Regions from separate parts of the Gossypium arboreum genome. Here region 1 is linked to region 2. A link is a contact called in public Hi-C data. All regions are on one chromosome and are shown on one strand. The core of a region is the stretch at or near the end of the contact, and the rest is flanking DNA. Distances in the headings are between cores, read along the strand shown. Region 1 has its middle 11 kb from the start of LOC128296415. Region 2 has its middle 15 kb from the start of LOC128296450.

The links. Hi-C and Micro-C count contacts between places; a contact is called where the count stands out from the background.
Region 1: a contact with region 2 is called in a Hi-C map of leaf, with 2.6 times the contacts expected there. The contact joins two enhancer-like sites. A contact is called at or near these places in 2 of 5 Hi-C or Micro-C datasets (both in leaf).

Annotation. Positions count from the first base shown.
Region 1 is chr8:29,143,772-29,148,944 of ASM2569848v2, reverse strand. No RefSeq gene overlaps it. Among protein-coding and RNA genes, the nearest start is that of LOC128296415, 11 kb to the left of the region's middle. Within about 2 kb of position 1,279, at least 2 of the 2 cell types and tissues checked have an H3K27ac peak or open chromatin away from gene starts, as enhancers often do. A contact at or near this core is called in leaf, where this site is marked.
Region 2 is chr8:28,587,714-28,592,508 of ASM2569848v2, reverse strand. No RefSeq gene overlaps it. Among protein-coding and RNA genes, the nearest start is that of LOC128296450, 15 kb to the right of the region's middle. Within about 2 kb of position 2,603, at least 1 of the 2 cell types and tissues checked has an H3K27ac peak or open chromatin away from gene starts, as enhancers often do. A contact at or near this core is called in leaf, where this site is marked.

The DNA.
Region 1 (5,173 bases), core at 30-2,529, 560 kb before region 2:
TTTAAATTATTTCATTTTCATAAAAATTTTAAAAATAGGTTAAATTGTAATTTTACTAATTAAATAATATATCATGATATTTTTATTATTGATGTAATTATTTATTATTTATTTAAATAATTATTTTCTTTAATTCAAATGTTTTTACTATTGTTTGTAAGCAAACAACAATGAAAATAGCAAAACAACGTGCAAATAGAAATGAGCAAAGAGGGAAGAAAGAAATATGAGAAGAGTGGCTAGTGTTAAAACATGAAAATAAAATAGGATTTATTGTAACATTTAGGGGGTCTCGTTGATCGAATATTACATACAACTTATAGTGTAATATTTCGAAATAAGATTAGAATGTTTGAATTCTCAATATTCCGATTATTTAGTAATCTTATATTCTTAAACAATATCGAAATGCTATAATATAGAGTGTAATCTTATTACGACCACTTTTTCAGATTTCTAAGATTCTAAAAACAGTCTGAACTTTAAAAAACTCAATAGAAAAAAGGAGTCAAGAGTGCTCTCATTGAACTTCCCGAAGAAACAGCGAGTACTGTGGTTGGGAAGAAGATGAGCGGTGTCTTCGAATCGAAGGACGAAAAAAACGAAATTGCTCTCCTTGAGGAGGAGTTAATCCAACTAACGGTGAAAAATTCATTAGTAACTCCATCAGAAAATCTGACGCTGATCTGCTCTATTTGTACAAAGAAAACATATAATCCAGATAGCTTGCGAGCACAATTACGAAGCATATGGAAAACAAAAAAGAAGTTCGAGATTCTTATCGCAGGGCAAAATCTGTTTACGATCTCTTTTAAAGATGAGGAGGACTTGGAACAGATCTTGGAAAGGCATCCATGGCTAATTCGAAAACAATTAATCATTTTTGATAGACTGACGCAACCTCTGGAGAGAAACAAGAATCAACTAACCTTCTCCCTGTTTTGGATGAAAGTTGGCCCGTGTCCACCAGAATGTGACAAAAAGGATTTGATGCATGCAATTGGATCTACTTTTGGGGGAGTTATTAGATCTGATATAAAAGGGGAATTCTGTTGAATCAAAGTTAACCTAGATGTTCAAAAATAATTAAGAAAGGGTGTCTTTGTTTCTCCGAATGAGAAAGAGAAAATATGGATGAAAATATGGATATCCTTTAAATATGAAAATCTCCTAACTTTCTATTTTGGTTGCGGAAGAATGGGCAATGAGATTAAGGAATGTTCGGAAACAAGCCCGGAAGATCGTATAAAGGTAGATGATGAGCATCCTTTCTCAATAGCACTTAAGGCAAAATCTTCCATGGTAGGGAAAGAATGTCTAATTTTTGGATCAATACAGAAAAAATCAATGAAGCAATGTTTTTACGCGGGAGAGGAACTGGGGAAAAAAGAAGATGCTCTTTTGCCAGAAAAGTCTATTCCATATCGTCGGCCGGAGAGTGAAGTTAGATCGATAAAGAACTCCGGGAAGTGGGAAACGGAGAAAATACAGGAAAATTCCGAAGAAAGAGATTCTAATTTTTCTCCCTAAGTTTTGGCTACAAAAGAGGAAGAAGAGTCCAAAAAGAATTGGTGCCCTACAACAGATACTTTAAATGCAAACTCTAATTAGTGGGACCTAGAGGTGGAGCAGGCCATCATAAATTGGTATTGTGCTACGGAAAATGATAAAAAAAATCTGAGGATAAAGGGCCCATTAATCCAAAAGAAATATTTCAATTGGGCCACAAAAAAAGAAGCTGGCGCCGATTAAACCGTAAGGGAAATAGCGACTCAAATATGACTGAGCTTACAATAGGTAAACGAAAACTAAATCAAGAGGAAGCGTCCGATTTTGGACCATTAGCTGAAAACATAACAAAAAACCAAGAACTGATGAGGGAAATTTGGATGGTAGTACAATAATGGAGATGATGAGGTCTATAGAGGATGAAGATGTTTTTTCACAAATTATATCAGCGGCTGGCAAATGGCCAGCTAACCGAAACCAATGAAAATTCTATGCTAGAATGCCAGAGGTTTGGGGAATCCTCAAGCTTTTCGAAGGCTTCAACACACGTTGAAGATATATAAAACCCAAATGGTCTTCTTAATGGAGACAAAATTAGATTGTATCCGAATGGAACGTCTTCGAAAACGGTGTGGTTTTCTTAATGGGATGGATATTCCAGGTAATGGTTCGCAAGGTGGGTTAAGTCTTGCATGGAATGGAAACAATCTAGTTCATGTCTGTAGCTATTCAAAAAATCATATTGATGTGGAAATTAATGAAGAAGATAATCCATATACGTGGCAATTCACTAGATTTTATGGCAATCCCAGTCATTCAAACAAGCAAGAGTCATGGAATCTACTTCACCGACTAAGGAACAATTGCTTAATACCGTGGTGTGTCTGTGGAGACTTCAATGAGATCATGTATGCACACGAGAAAATGGGAGGGGCAATAAGAGACGAAAGGCAGATGGAGGAATTTCGAAAAACCCTGGAAGAATGCGATCTAGCAGATATGGGATATAGTGGACAAAAATTTACTTGGGAAAAAGGTAATTTTGCGGATACAAACATAAGGGATCAGCTCAATAGGAGAGTAGCAAATTCGGAATGGCTGAATTTATTTTTTTATTATTTGGTACAACATCCACCACATTTTTTCTCTGATTATTGCCCAATTTTAATCCAAACAAGGTCAAAAGTAAAACAATATGGGGGAAATCTATTCAAGTTCGAATCATAGTGGATAACTGAGCCTTCATGTGAAGAAGTTGTTAAGAATTTATGGAAGGAGAAAACTGGCAGTATATTGGATAAACTTGAGCATACCCAAATTGGTTTATAGAGATGGGGAAAAATATTAAGGGAAACCGAGTCAAGAGATCACAACTTCTTCGAGAAAGATTGGTTGAACTTGATGGAATACCGAGGGAGGATGATACTCTAATAGAGATGATTGACGTGAAGCTAAATTTAAACTAGGAAATGGAAAAAGAGGAGATGTACTGGGAACAAAGAGCAAGAACGAATTGGTTGCGCCAAGGGGATAAAAATACAGCTTTCTTCCATAGTCAGGCATCACAAAGACGCACGAACAAAATACAAGGGTTGGAAGATAGTAGAGGAACTGTCAAAACTGAGGATGAAGATATGGAAAATATTATACGAGATTATTTTATGGAGCTGTTTGAAACTGGCGGAGTTGGTGACACAAATTATCTTCTTTCAGGTGTAAAGAGAAGTATCAATGAGAATATAAACCAGTCATTAAGCGCGAATTACAAATAGGAGGAAATAAATGAAGTAATAAACAGTATTGGGCCGACAAAAGCCTCTGGACCCGATGGATTTCCAGCCATCTTCTTTCAAAAATTCTAGCATATCGTGGGGCGGGAAGTAAGTGATTTTTACTTAAATGTTCTAAATAAAGGAAAGTCTTTTGATTATTTAAACCATACAAATCTTGTTTTAATTCCAAAGAATTTCCATCCGAAACATCCATCAGAATTTAGGCCAATTAGTCTTTGCTCGGTTTTTTATAAGATAATTTCAAAATCTATAGCAAACAGACTCCAGAAAGTACTAGGTTACTGCATTGATCTGGCACAAAGTGCTTTTGTACCGAGAAGGCTTATTACTGATAATGTTCTTCTAGCCTACGGAATTCTTCACTCTATGCAAAACAAAAGAATAGGGAAAAAAAGTCTAATAGCTCTAAAGATTGACATGAGTAAGGTATATGATCGAGTGGAATAGGAGTTTTTGTAGTTAATGATGGATAGAATGGGGTTCGATGAATCTTGGGTACAACTCATTATGAAATGCATTAGTACGGTCTCATACTCTGTTGTTTTTAATGGGATACCAGGAAAGGGTTTCAAGCCAACGAGAGGTCTACGCCAAGGCGATCTACTGAGTCCCTTCTTATTCCTAATATACAGTGAAGGGCTGTCTACTCTATTACAACTTGCTAGTAAAGAAGGAGTTCTGATAGGGGTAAAGGCAAGCAAAAGAAGTCCTTAGATCACTCATCTCCTTTTTGCGGATGATTGTGTCCTATTTGGGGAAGCAACGGATAAAGGTACAGAAATTTTTGATAAGGTTATAAAAGAATATTAAAATTGTTCGGGGAAATGCGTAAATTATAGAAAGTCAACTGTTTTCTTCAGCTCCAACACCACTGATACAATCCGATTAGCTATCTCAAACAGGCTAGGGGTCAAATGGTCAAATAATTGCGAGAAATACCTGGTATTGCCGAATATGGTGGGAAGAAAGAAAAAGTTAGCATTTCAGCATCTAAAAGATCGTGTAAAAATGAAAATTGGTTGCTGGAGTACAAGATTATTGTCACAAGGGGGAAAAGAAGTTTTTATTAAAACTGTGTTGCAAGCTATCCCAACATACACAATGGGATGTTTTGTTTTACCGAAAATAGTTTGTGAGGGTATGGAACAATCAATAGCCAAATTCTGGTGGCAAAAGGATTATGGAAAGCGTGGGATACATTGGTGCTCATAGAGTAGTCTATGCGAATTAAAGGAGTTTGGAGGTCTTGGTTATCGTAATTTTGCAAAATTTAATGTGGCACTCCTCGCAAAGACTAATTGAAAATCCTAAGTCGATTCTTGCACAAACACTAAAGGCCAAATATTACCCAAACTTTGATTTCTTAAACTCAGAGCTAGGGAACTTACCTTCATATACTTGGAAAAGTATATGGGCCGCAAAGGGTCTTCTGAAAATAGGATTATGCTGGAAGGTGGGTAATGGGTGCAACATTCGAATTAAAACTGATATTTGGACCCCGAATGTCGATAATCTACATTTTCATCAAATAGTTAGAAAACGAAACATTACGATGGTAGCAGACCTGATTGATACTAACGATAGATCTTAGAAAACAGAGTTGGTAAAGAGTACCTTTTCTAAATAAGATGCTCAAAAAATCCTCCATATTCCGCTTGCTAACAACCCACATAATGACTTCCTGGCTTGGAGGGGCAAACCAACAGGCGAGTATACAGTGAGGAGTGGATACAAATTACTATTACATGGTAATTTTATCAATAGTTACAGTTTGACTGACAACAGGACATGTTACAAAAAGCTATGGTCGAGTGACCTCCTTTCAAAAATAAAGATTACAGCCTAGAGAGCCACTCTAAACTACCTACCCA
Region 2 (4,795 bases), core at 1,354-3,853:
ATGTTGTACCAACAAATCAGGCAATCTCCGAATCTTTATAAAGATGCCACTGTCTGTTGGCATTTCAAAGCGACTGTTGTATGGGGGCACCCACAATTGCTAGGAAATTTAGCAGCATTGGCCATATTATAGAAATTAAGTTATGACGCTGCTTCAACTTTTGACTCTTGTCTTTTTTGCCAACTACAAATCCATGCCGACAATTTCAAATTGATTATCGGAACTTTCTGAATTTTATCTCTTCCACTTTACTCTTAAAATTTTGTTTCCGCACATTTCTTTTTCTTTAAATAAATTATAAAATTATTTTAATTTTATTTTAATAATAAAATATAAATTTATTTTTTAAATTAATAGTAAAATGGGTCGGGGCCGGGGGTTAGAAAAGCTCAATCATGAATACCTCTGGCCTTGCTTGTTTGATTTTTGATAAATTATATCTAATTCAATTGTAAGCCTTAAAATCAAAAACAGTACACGCTAAACATTGTTGAAACACTTTCCATGAAAAAGGACGTCTAAAATGAAAGACACAAAATATCAGGAGAATCAACAACATATCATCTAGCAATAGACGCCATTAGAGAATCACTCAAAACACAGCTAATTAATTTGAAGGAAGAGAAAAGACGGACCACTCAAAGTTGAATTGGATATTCTTAAATCCTCCTCTAAGGCAAAAAATGTAATAATTAATTATTTGCAAGTGATAGGGTTTAGCCATAAGGCATCAAGCAAGGCAAGGTCCCCTCAACTACACCAAAAAGTGTTCCGACTTTCCATGGTTTATAATATAGTCAAACCATCAGTTTATTCTGCCTGCAGACATAGATTTTGCACCAACTTGGTCTTATCTCAAAACCAAAATCTACTTTTTTTTAAAACTGGGTAATGTATATTTAATTCAGCCATCAATACCAACCCTTTTATTCGAATTAGATCACGAGAGAATCTTAAGGCAAGCAACAAATGAATGAAGAAGAACCCATTCTCCATATTTTAATATTAACAATTTGCAAAGAAAAGAATGCATAATCTATATGTGTTAGTGGGACAGTTAAGGGCTAACCCACCTGTGGCTTAAAACCCATATTGATGGCGTGGTGGGGTGGGGAAAGGTCTAAAGGTTCTATTTTCATCCAATATTGAACCTTTGAATGGATGAAGGGATATGTTCAGCTTCCAATTGTTAATGGGTATCACATTTTCATTGCCATTTCCTTTGCTTTTGACTCACAAAAAAGTTAGGAACAACGGCAAAGGCGTTGATTTTTTTTTCCCAAGGCATTTCTTAGATATGCGGATGGGACATGGGACTTGGGAGTTAAAGATTACCAAATCTTTAATTATTGTGGGGATTCCTTTAGATTTATTGAACCGAACTTGCTTATCTATCCTACTACTATTACATTTGAATCTCAAGTTTTTATATTTAAGAAACTTAGAGGAATCTCATTTACATATCCGTTTGAAAAGTTGAAATTATTAATTAATAAAATAAAGGCTTCCACATACTAATTTTATTATGTGAATTTATATTTAATATCTTGTTAGTCTATATTATTTCAATATTTATATCTTGACAATTATTTATACAATGACACATGTAAAATTATTAATTTATACATGCTCGATTTATGACTAGTTTGGACTTTTATTTATTAGTATCAGTATGTATAGATGAAAATATGATAAATGCACATAAAGTGCCAAGGGCTATTCTAATGATGTGTAATTGTATGGTTAATTGTCCATACGTTAAAAATTATTATCATTAGTTATTAGAAAATAAATTTTTATAAAGCCTTGGTACCGTTTAGTTTGAAAGATCTAAGTTTGAGTTTTTAATCCATCATATGCAATTGTATATGTCTAGGTTTTAGTCTCGAATCATTTTCTTCTCTTATTTATTTGTGCTTTTTAATGGTTTGATTCTATTTTATAATTGCTTAAATATGTATTTATATTTACATTATATTTGTATATGTATATTTTTTTCATGTATAGTTAATTTTATTTATTCTTTCAAAATAAGGTAGTAACACATAGTAAATCCTTAATCTCATTTTTAATTTCTTTTAGTTATTGTGATATTTTAATTTCTTTACTCTTTGTAAATTTAAGAATTAGTCTATGTATTTTTATTTTGAGAAATTTGTTCCTTTAAATTATCAATTTCAAAATTCAGGTTTAACTATTAATACTTGTTTAAAATATTTTTTAAATTCAAGTTCATTATAATGTCTTTTTTAGTTACATTACTACCGAGTGAGTACTTTTTATTTCAAAATGTTACACCAACCAAATTATCAAAAAAAAAAAAAGAAGAAGAAGAAGAAGTAACAATTAGATTTCAATTTTGAAAGCTAAAAAGTAAAGGTACTAAATTCTTAAAGTTAAAATATCAAGATTAAATTTCAAATTTTTGAAGAGCACAGGGGTCTATGACAACTTTTAACTTTTTTTTCCTCCACTAGATAATTTATCCAAACAGGAGCTCTTGTTACATATGTTTCTTATTTTCTTCGTGGACAAAGGCCTGGTTACCTTGGAAAACGGCCCGTCATATTGGGCTTTTGGTAGCGTCTATTGATGTCACCCACTTTCTCAAATTCCCGCTAGATTGAAGGGTTCAACTGTGGATTCATAGAGGCGGCAAATGGGCAAGTATGGATAAACTTTTTCAGATTTAAATTTTTTAGGCATGAAATTTTTGGGCTTGGGCTCTCTTTTGGACTTGAATTTTCAGGTTTGAATTCTTTTTTTTTCTTCTCATATTCGAGCTTAAATCAAGCCGTGGGTTTTGATGGTTTAAATAATTTGGAAAATTACTTTAATTTCTAATGTAATACCATATTTATTTTTATATGATTACAACACAAATAATTTTTCTTATAAAAATATAATTTATATTATTTAATAGAATTCTTTATATAAAACAATCAATTTGCTAATTGCATGTAAAATTTATTATTATATAGTATGTATATGAATTAACGATGTAGCGACGTAAAAATTTTAGCTTGGTTGCTAATTGTGGCGATTTATTAAACATTTAAAAACTAACTTTCGATTTTATTAACAAAGGGAGTCGCCACCGATCCTTTTTATAGGTGTGATCGGACAACTAATAAATTTATTTTTTAAAATAAAAAGGAGGTCGAGTTTAGGTCTACGTCAAAGTCCAGAGAAAAATTAGAGTTCGGGAGTCGGTTACGAGCGAGAAAGGTATTATCACCCTCGCGACGCCCAAAATTGGTATCTTGTAAAACACGTGTTGTCTTGATTTTCAAAAATACGAGTTTAATGTAACATTTAGTTATAATCCGATTGGAACACGAGAAATTTTAGCTTTTCCGATTTTTTAGAAGGGCATACCGTTTAACACAAGTCAATTGATGTTCACCCAACATAGCGATGAAATCGGTGACTTAGTATTAAACCGATACGTTGCCTTACTTATTAAAAAAAATAAAAAAAATAAGATTTTCTAAATAATGCAAAGCAAATTGATTAAAATAGATGACAGAGCTAGAAATATATGGAAGCGAATGTAAGTGTGACAAATAAATTAAAAACAATACAGATATGTGCGATATTCAACGTAATACTAGAATTAAACATGAAATGAAAACAACGAGTACACATATATGATAATGATATTAAGAATATGTACGTAGAACATGTATATGTAAATAATAATAGTATTAGAAATATGCTATATAATATTCAAATATATACATGACATGTATAAAAATACAGCGTTTAGAAGGTATATATATATACATAATAAAATACAATATTTAAAAATACATACACACAATAAAATGTTAAAATATTTACAAAGTATATACATATTGAAAATAATGCTAAAAGACAATTCTTAATATTACTACATAACTACATACATGTATATTAAAGATATATACACAAAATAGAACACATACTTACATTGGTAAGAACATATATAAGAAATAGTATAAAATATATAACTAATAATACTAAAGGTATATATATACATAAACATATACGATATATATATTACAAATGATTATTAGAAAAGCTATTCATACGCTATATAAATACCTACATATATGTATATAAATAATAATAATGTAAAAGTATACAATGATATTAGAAATATATCTAAAATAGTATTAATAATGTTAAAACATATATAAATAATAATATGAAAAAAAATATATATATATATATATAATATAGTGTTAGAATATTTTCATTATATAATAATAATATAAACAAAACCAACTATCAATAATAAAATATATGCCTATATGTATTAAAGATGTATACATAAAACATATACTTACATTGATAATGACATCAATACTAGCGATAATAATAATAATAATAATAATAATAATAATAATAATAATAATAAATAATAAATAAAATAATGGTAACAAAAAAATACAAAAGGAAACATGATATAATACTAAGCTAAGGAAAACGAGGTAATAAATAATAATATATTAAAAATAATAAAGATGATAGTAAAAATAATAATATACAAAATACCATATATAAAGAATATATATACATGTATAATAAAATATACACTAATATTTATAATGATAATAATACACATAATAATGATAATATTAAGAATGGCATAAATAAAATGTACGTAATAATAATAGTGATAGTAATAAATAACAATAATATAACAATAATAGCAAAATTAATATTACAAATAATATTTTAAGAACGAAACAAAAAAATGGGCGAAATTGAGACCAAAACAGAATTGTTGGGGTAGAATTAGAAATAAAAT